Linked DNA regions of Sus scrofa: region 2 is linked to region 1. Evidence: chromatin contacts called from public HiChIP or PLAC-seq data. All regions are on one chromosome and are shown on one strand. Each heading gives the region's core, a stretch centred on a gene start, on an enhancer-like site or on the middle of the called end of the contact. The rest is flanking DNA. Distances are from core to core; before and after follow the strand shown.

Region 1 (3,598 bases), core at 506-3,005:
TTGCCACTGAACCTGAAGGGAGGGGAGAAAAAAACGCTGCTTAAACTTAACTTAGTGACATTATTACAAAAAAACAGAATTTTCACATTGATCCTTTTTGAAACAACCATACCCAAATTTCAGAAGTTCCTAACGAGTTTTAAACTATCAAACGCACCAAAACAGCCCCCCCCCATCTATTTTAAGTAGTTTTATTGGAACAGGTTTTTTTTTTTTTTTTTTTTAAGCTGTGCTGTATCTCCTCTCAGATGGTTTAATCACATTTCTAAATATTTCACTGGATCTTTAATAATACTCCTTTACGAAGGCATTGCAACTAAACACACACTCCCATATGCAAAAAACTCAAACTGGCCATTAGGGCAGATTTTAAATTTGAGAAAAATTCAGAACTATGTCAATGAACAGGCCTTTATATGAATCTGCCCCATATTGCCCTGAATGGAAATCAGTTTTTGAAACATAATCTTCTTTGCTCTTCTGTTAGAAATTGACTCAATATTTTCTTTTCTGCACCAGGTGTCAGTAAAGTATGTCCTTCAGAATAGCAGCTGAGGTCTTCACCTGCCTGAAAGCATATAATTATTATATCTTGCTAGTATTACCCTGTTAAAATATGATAGTTTCTTCAAAGTCAAGGTCTGGAGAGCGGGTGCTTTAAAAAGCACTCCTACTACAGAAGCTCTATTGGAACCCCATAGCGTGAGAAAGGCCGATGGGTGGAAATGGTACAATTTGTTTCCTTAATCATATACGCGAGAAGAGTCTAAATAAAGGTTAAAAAAAAAACCCTAAAAATAAATAATGGAGCTTCTCAAATTCTAATAGAAGGATTTCCGTTATCATCATAGTATCGATGTTAACAGCCGCCCGGCCCTCCACCCCTTACCCGACTCACTACCTTCCCACCCCTTCACCCCGCGGGCTTCGCTTCATCCCCAACCGCCAGCGAGGGGCAGGCTCCAAGGTGCTCGCTCCCCACCCTCCCGTTCCCGGGGCAAGCCAGCGCCTCCTCTCCCAGGTACCAAGCCGGCGTCCGGGGGGCCGGTCCCTCCCGCCCCCTCCCCTACCTGTCAAGAAGGAGGAAGCCAGAGACATGGGGACCCCCGAGCAATTGAGCAGCAGCAAGACGCAGCAGGTAATCCCAGGCGAGCGCCGGCAGGGACGCTCAGCCAGAGCCCTGACGCCGGAGAACCAGAGCATCGTCACCTGGAGGGAATCCCGGACGACTGCAGGTCCCGCGCCGCCGCCTCTGCTCCGCTACCACCGCTCGCAGTCAAAAAGGGCTCTCAGCCGGCGAGTCGGGAGACAGTCCGCGAAGGAGGGAGGCGGGCGCCCGTGAGCCTGGGCGGGGGGCGAGGGGGGAGGCGGGAGAGGGAGGCGAGGGGTGGGGGGCACCCAGGGAGGAGGGGTCCTGAGGCCAGGCTCCTCCAATGCGGCGTTTTTTTTTTTTTTTTTTTTTTTAGGAGTTGCTTGCAGCGGTTTAGTTGTCGCTCCCTCCGCGCCAGAGAGAGGGCCGGGTGCAGGGGGTGTCGGAGCGATGGGAGATAGGCACAGAGGAGTCGCTGCGCTGCCCGGTGCGCACCGCTTGCTCCGCCGCTGCCGCCGCCCGGGCAGCAATGACTGCGCCCGGAGCTGCCGCTGCTGCCGCGTCCTCCACTCCTGCACTCCTACCTCCTGCCGGCCCCGCGGGCTCTACGCCGGGCCAGCGCGCACGCTCGCTCGCTCAGGCGCGGGAGACCGGGGCGCACCGGGCGCCTCCGGGAGCCCGCTGGGGGCGCCCCGGCGCAAGTGGGATTGCAGAAGCCGTGAGCGGGGCACTCATGATCCGCCGGGCGTCCAGCCCTCTCCCCAGCCCTGGGAGGGAGGCTGCTTGCCCCGGGGTGCGGATCGGAGCGTGGCAGGCGCGTCTCCATCGCCCAGAGCGCGCGGCATCTCCTCCCTTTCCCCGGGGAACCCTTCACTAACCCAGGATGCCGCCCCATTCCTGCTCACAACGGTTCCAACCCAGGGAGGAAGCAGAATGCGGGGCTCTGGGGGCCTCACCACCACTGCTCATTTCCAGGTGCCCCAGCTTTGGGAAGGAGCGACGAACGGGGCGACGGGGGCGGGGGGGGGGGTTGGGCTGCAACTTTTCACTCCCTGCTTTGCTTCCCTCTGGCGGGGGCACGGCAGCTGACTCACGCGCGGAGCGGACAGAGGAGCCAGGGGCCTTCGAGATCTGTGCTCTGGGCTTACGTGTCTGCGCGTCGTGGCACTAAGGACGACAGAAGCTGAAAGGACACGCAAGGCCGATTAATAAACGCACAGAAGCGAACGCTTTTCGCCCTTAAAAGAGAAAAAGAAAAAGAACAGTCCCTCCGGGACTCCTCCCTTAACCCCGGGGCGGACTGGGGCGGGGAGGTGCGGTTTGACTAATCGTTCATTCACCGGAGAAAGAGGGAGGGACCCACGCGGCGGCTAATCTCTGGCAAAAACCGGCACAGCGGTCTCGGCCGCTCGGAGTTCTCGCCTCCGCAGCCCTGGGTGTCCAGGAGCCCGATCCTCAGGCCCCGGGTCCCTGGCCGGATCGAGGCCTCCCGCTCAAGCCATGGCACCCTCTGCTCAGGGGGGTGGGGGGAGTGGGCAGGGGGTTGCAAAGGAGAAGAAATTTGGAATGTGAAATTAGAGGACGCTTGGCAAGTATTGGGACCTGATAACCAGCTGTCTTCAGAGCGCATTGTGGAACGCCAGCTTCCTCTCCCCAAGAATGGAAACTGGGGGCCTCACCCGCCCCTCCTTCTGTCGCGTCCCCCTGGGTGGATCTGAAGGGCAGTCACCAACTAGCCAGGCACGTTTCTCAGACGGACGCACCTAACAATTTCCCAGCAAAGGGGGTTGTCTAGTCGAAGAAACTATACTTCTGCAAATGTTTGCCTACAGGTTTACAGTTTCCTCTTAAACCCTCCTCGGTTTCCTCCCCCCACGGGGGGGGGGGCTGTTTATTTGTTTTTTGTTTTTAAGTAATTGGAGCCTTCATTTAAGGCAGCAGTGCCCATATCCCACCACGCCGAGGAGCGGATAGGAGCGCATTGCTCTGAAAGAGAAAAAAAAAGTAAGAGAAGGGAAAGCTGTCATTAGTTTAGCACGCTCCATTTCCTTCTCAAAACAGATTTTTAGTGTAAAACTCAAGTTAAAAGAGAAGAAAGATGATGTGTGGTTGCTTTTTCCCCTCCTCTAAATAACCACCATGGCCAGGCAGCTTCTTGAAACTAAGAGTGTTAAATGTATTTACTAATGATAAAGAGACCATGCAAAAAAAAAAAAAAAAAAAAAAAAAAAAATCTGTAAATCCTGCCTTACCTCGCAAACCAAAGTGACCCGTGAAAAAACTTTTACTACTACGGATAAGTACTGTCAGTGGAAACCACTACCTCCTTTATCTAAAAAAGATACTCTCTGCATGGGGCTTTGAGATAAAGATGTTACTTGTGACTTAATTAAGGAAAATGGAATGGGGGGGTGTGCTGGGAGACCTTTCATTGGCTAGACTTCAGCAGTAGATCTGGTTAAACTCACATTATGGAATTGCAGGATATTTAGAGAGTGCTTGGTAGTT
Region 2 (3,598 bases), core at 612-3,111, 170 kb after region 1:
TCCTATCTCCTTACCCATCTCAAGTAACAGAATTGGTTAATTCTAGCTGACCTAGATAAGCTATCTTTCCTCCATGCCTGGAAATCAGGCCATCACTGTGTTCCTAAAGGCTCTATGCAAGGAGATTACTGGTTATCTTCTCCAAAAGATGAAGAACGAGACATTCCTATTAGAGAAGGGAAACTGCAAAGACTTCTAGGGCTTTCTCTAGGGACCAGAGAGAGATAGAGACTTGTGTCCCCAGGTACAGAGGTCCCACCTCTCTGGAAGCCCTTTGGGGAGATGGCAGGACCTCAGGAAGAAATAACAACCAAAGCTTTGCCAAACGGTCATAGAGCCACCAGTCTCCAAGGACGATGAGGACCCGGCAAATGAATGGACCAGTGGTCACCCAGGCGGACCACAGACCAGAGGGCTCCACCTGAATACTCTGGGTGGACGTTCCCAGGAACTGGGAGGAACAGGGCATATTCCAGGAAGGCCTGGGACTGACTCTCCCACCACGCTGGCAGGATGGCTACAATAGCATATCAAATTTAATTTAAAGTAATAAAAGAAATGTGACATTTCTTATGCCTGATCATGTGGCATAGAATTTGCATGCTTGTTGTTCTTTCTGGGACGTTCTGGCAGATAACTCTGCTTTCTTTGGATGCTCCAGAGTTTGGCGGAAACGGTTCTAAAGATCAGCAGAAGCTCTTTCTGAAGTTAACTTCCGCTCCCACCCCTGGTGAGAATTTACCCAGGGAAATACCAACCCAGCAAGTATTTCCTTCATAACCTGAAACTCAAGCTCTGAGTGGAACTACGTCCCCTTCACTCACAAGTGCTTCTCAGCCAGTCTCTAGTGGAGAAGAACATGTTCTCTCTCTTACATCCAAAAAGTTATACACAATAATCGCACAAGAAATAAATGCAAAACATCGTGACAGCAAGCACTGTCCCTGATTCTCAGGCAAGAACAGCTGTTGAACTGCTCTACTAACTAAACTCATACGCCTTTGGAAATAGAGGTATTATTGTCCTTATTCCACTCCAGGGAAACTGAGGCCCAGCAGTGTTAACTAATTTTCTAAAGATCTCAAGCTGGTAAGTGGCAGAGCTAGCGTTAGAACCCAACTCTGCCTTCTATTCTCCTGGGCTATTTAATCCCAATTATCTGTTCTTCAGCAAAACTCTTCTTTTTCTGTGTGTGTGTGTGTTCGTGTGTGTGTGTGTGACGCAACGCTCAGCTGCTGAATGTGGAAGAGAGAGCACAGATTTTAAATATAACCATTGCCATATTTGTTTACGGCTGGGAGCAGCAAGTCTGAGTTCCAGGAGATGTCCTCTGAGCTCGGGCTGAAAGGTGCCCGTCGCTGATTTAATGTGATAATCAGGGGTGGGGTCTTGGGACAGACTGTGATGCATTGGCTGTTGTTCTGCCCTTTGATGTTCCTTGGAATTTGTCAAAACACGCTTGGGCCCTCGGCAAAGTGCCATAGCGTCACCGTCCCCCTCTCTGACCAGGAGCGCAGGGCAGGGGCGGGGCGGCCGCCAGAGTGAAGGTCAGCACCGGGTCAGAGGGCGCAGACCTTTCCAGGGGACAGCCGGCGGCCGCCGCTCCCCACGGCACACCCAGGGGCCCTCTGTCTATGGGGGATAAGCAGCTTTGCAGTCTCGGACTGAAGGGGGCCTGCAGACCCCTCCTGTCTCAGCTCAGCCGCAGAGCCTCTGGAGCCAGGAATCGTCTTGCACAGCCTCCGTCACGGGGGATGGCGCTGCAGGCAGGGAAGGCGGGCACGGTGGGCCCGCTGAGTTCACTGCCTCCAGGACGCTCCCTCTCAGGACTGGGCACCGGCAGTCCAAGGTCAGGAGCCAGCCCCTGCCATGCCTTTAGGGCACTGTGCTCGCGGCAAAGGCAGCGGGCCGGAGGGCGGCCAGATGACTCACGCAGGGTCTCGCCAGCTGGACAGCGAAGCCTATTTCCCAAGGCCGGTCTGGGCAGCGTAAAGATTTGGAACATTGCTGGCACCCGGCACTGGGGATCTGTAGAGCTTTCTTGGGAGCAGCTCATCTGAAGGGTCACCCTGTCCTAGAAGTGAGGAATGACAAGGTTTGACTGTCCCAGTTGTCCTCTTGGAGAAGGAGAGAGTTGTTGGCCTAGAAGCATGTTGGGTTTTTCTGTTGGGCTGCTTCACGTTGGCCTCTGAGGGGATGGGGTCTATCAAATGGGGTTTCAGGGGGTCCCGTTTACTGTGACATTGGGATCATTGTTCTAATCTTGCCGCATAGGATGACATCACCTACACTGTGAAGCCAACCTCCCAGAGAATCAAGAAAAGTCATATAACTCTTCATTTCATTTTTAGCTCTCCAAACCTTAGTTTCCAGATCTGTAATGTGAGATTTGTAATATCCTAGCCTGGGGAGTTCTTTAAGAGCTAAATGTGGTTATGCACATTAAAATATTTAAGCGCAGTGCCTGGAACAGAGTGGGACTCAATAAATGTTAATTTTCCCCCCTTTCTTCCTTGCCCCCTTGGTTCTCTGGACCCATTGCCATATCCTCCCAATGTCTAAATTAAAATGAACACCATTTTGCAATAACTAAAGCTTAGGAAAGATGTGACATTGTCACCCATGACAAAGCCAGGGACTCAGCATGATAGCTGGGTATTGCCCAGTCTACTGGAAGCCACATTCTAATCCTCCACCCTGGGGTAGAAAATCATGCTGAGCACCTATGGGTGGCCTCACCTGGTGAGGGTGACAGTGTTACAACTTGCGGAGGCAAAGAGGCAAAGATTTAAAATATGAGGCTCGGAGAGCCCAGACATGGGTCTGCAGGGGAAAGGCCTCAGTCCAGAGAAGCCATTAATTTCCCTTCCATTTCGGATGGAAGGAAAAGCTTCTTTGCCAACTTCAGGGACCCAGAAAGGACCACTTCTCACTGCAAACCAACAATTTCTGACAGGTAAGTGGCCTGAAGGGTCACTTGGGATTAACTACTGGGAAGCAATTCCAGAAAGGGGCCACAGACATCGAGACAGTGTGGCTCCCTGTGCTGAGAAGGTGACGTCAGCCATGCAGATAAATTCCAGAGACTCTATCACCCCTCCAACAATGATTTACCAGCTTGTAAATTGTTCCCGAGCCCTTTCCATACTGACAACCTCTGGGGACTGTCCAGGCATCCTGGAAAATTACAGCAAGAGGGTATCTTTCCGATTCTTCTTTACCCAGTGTCTAGTTTCTTTAAGACTTAGTCTAATTTCTCTCTGTTCTATCAATTATTGTTAAATGAAGAAGCTTTTTCCAGTACTAAATGCTGAATGCTGCGTAGAATTGCCTGGAAATAGCGCCGAATATGGGTTCTGATGAGAAAATATGCCGGAGTTGGATGTTGACCCCAGCATTGAAATTACTACAGTTTTCCTCTCTGAGTTCTCTCTAAGTCATTTCTCAAGGGCTGCTTGTGGGTACTTGTGTATCCATTCTACAGATCGAGAAACTGAGGTAAAGACAGACCAGATATAATCTGCTTATGGGCATTTGGCAAAATAGCTACCAAATCAATCAAAGGTCATGATCTTTGCCTCCAGACCTCTTCGCCTCC

What was found. HiChIP or PLAC-seq counts read pairs in DNA pulled down with a chosen protein or histone mark.
Region 2: a contact with region 1 is called in an H3K27ac HiChIP or PLAC-seq map of skeletal muscle. The contact joins the enhancer-like site here to the promoter of BMPER in region 1. A contact is called at or near these places in 1 of 5 promoter capture datasets (liver), 15 of 47 Hi-C or Micro-C datasets (adipose tissue, embryonic fibroblasts, fetal heart ventricle and 9 more) and 1 of 2 datasets of contacts at active chromatin or transcription factors (skeletal muscle).

What each region holds. Positions count from the first base shown.
Region 1 is chr18:39,662,255-39,665,852 of Sscrofa11.1, forward strand. It overlaps BMPER (BMP-binding endothelial regulator protein), which reads right to left and starts at 1,756. Exons shown (of 15, transcript XM_013990842.2): 1 at 1,071-1,756; 2 at 1-12. The coding sequence starts at 1,203. BBS9 (protein PTHB1) reads right to left here. Exons shown (of 30, transcript XM_021079336.1): 30 at 1,466-3,076. It overlaps LOC106508213, which reads left to right and starts at 1,211. Exons shown (of 2, transcript XM_013990847.2): 1 at 1,211-1,338; 2 at 1,467-3,323. The coding sequence starts at 1,541. The coding sequence ends at 2,179.
Region 2 is chr18:39,833,505-39,837,102 of Sscrofa11.1, forward strand. All of the region lies in intron 26 of BBS9 (protein PTHB1), which reads right to left. Among named protein-coding and RNA genes, the nearest start is that of BMPER, 170 kb to the left of the region's middle. Within about 2 kb of position 1,862, at least 11 of the 83 cell types and tissues checked have an H3K27ac peak or open chromatin away from gene starts, as enhancers often do. A contact at or near this core is called in adipose tissue, liver, skeletal muscle and 1 more, where this site is marked.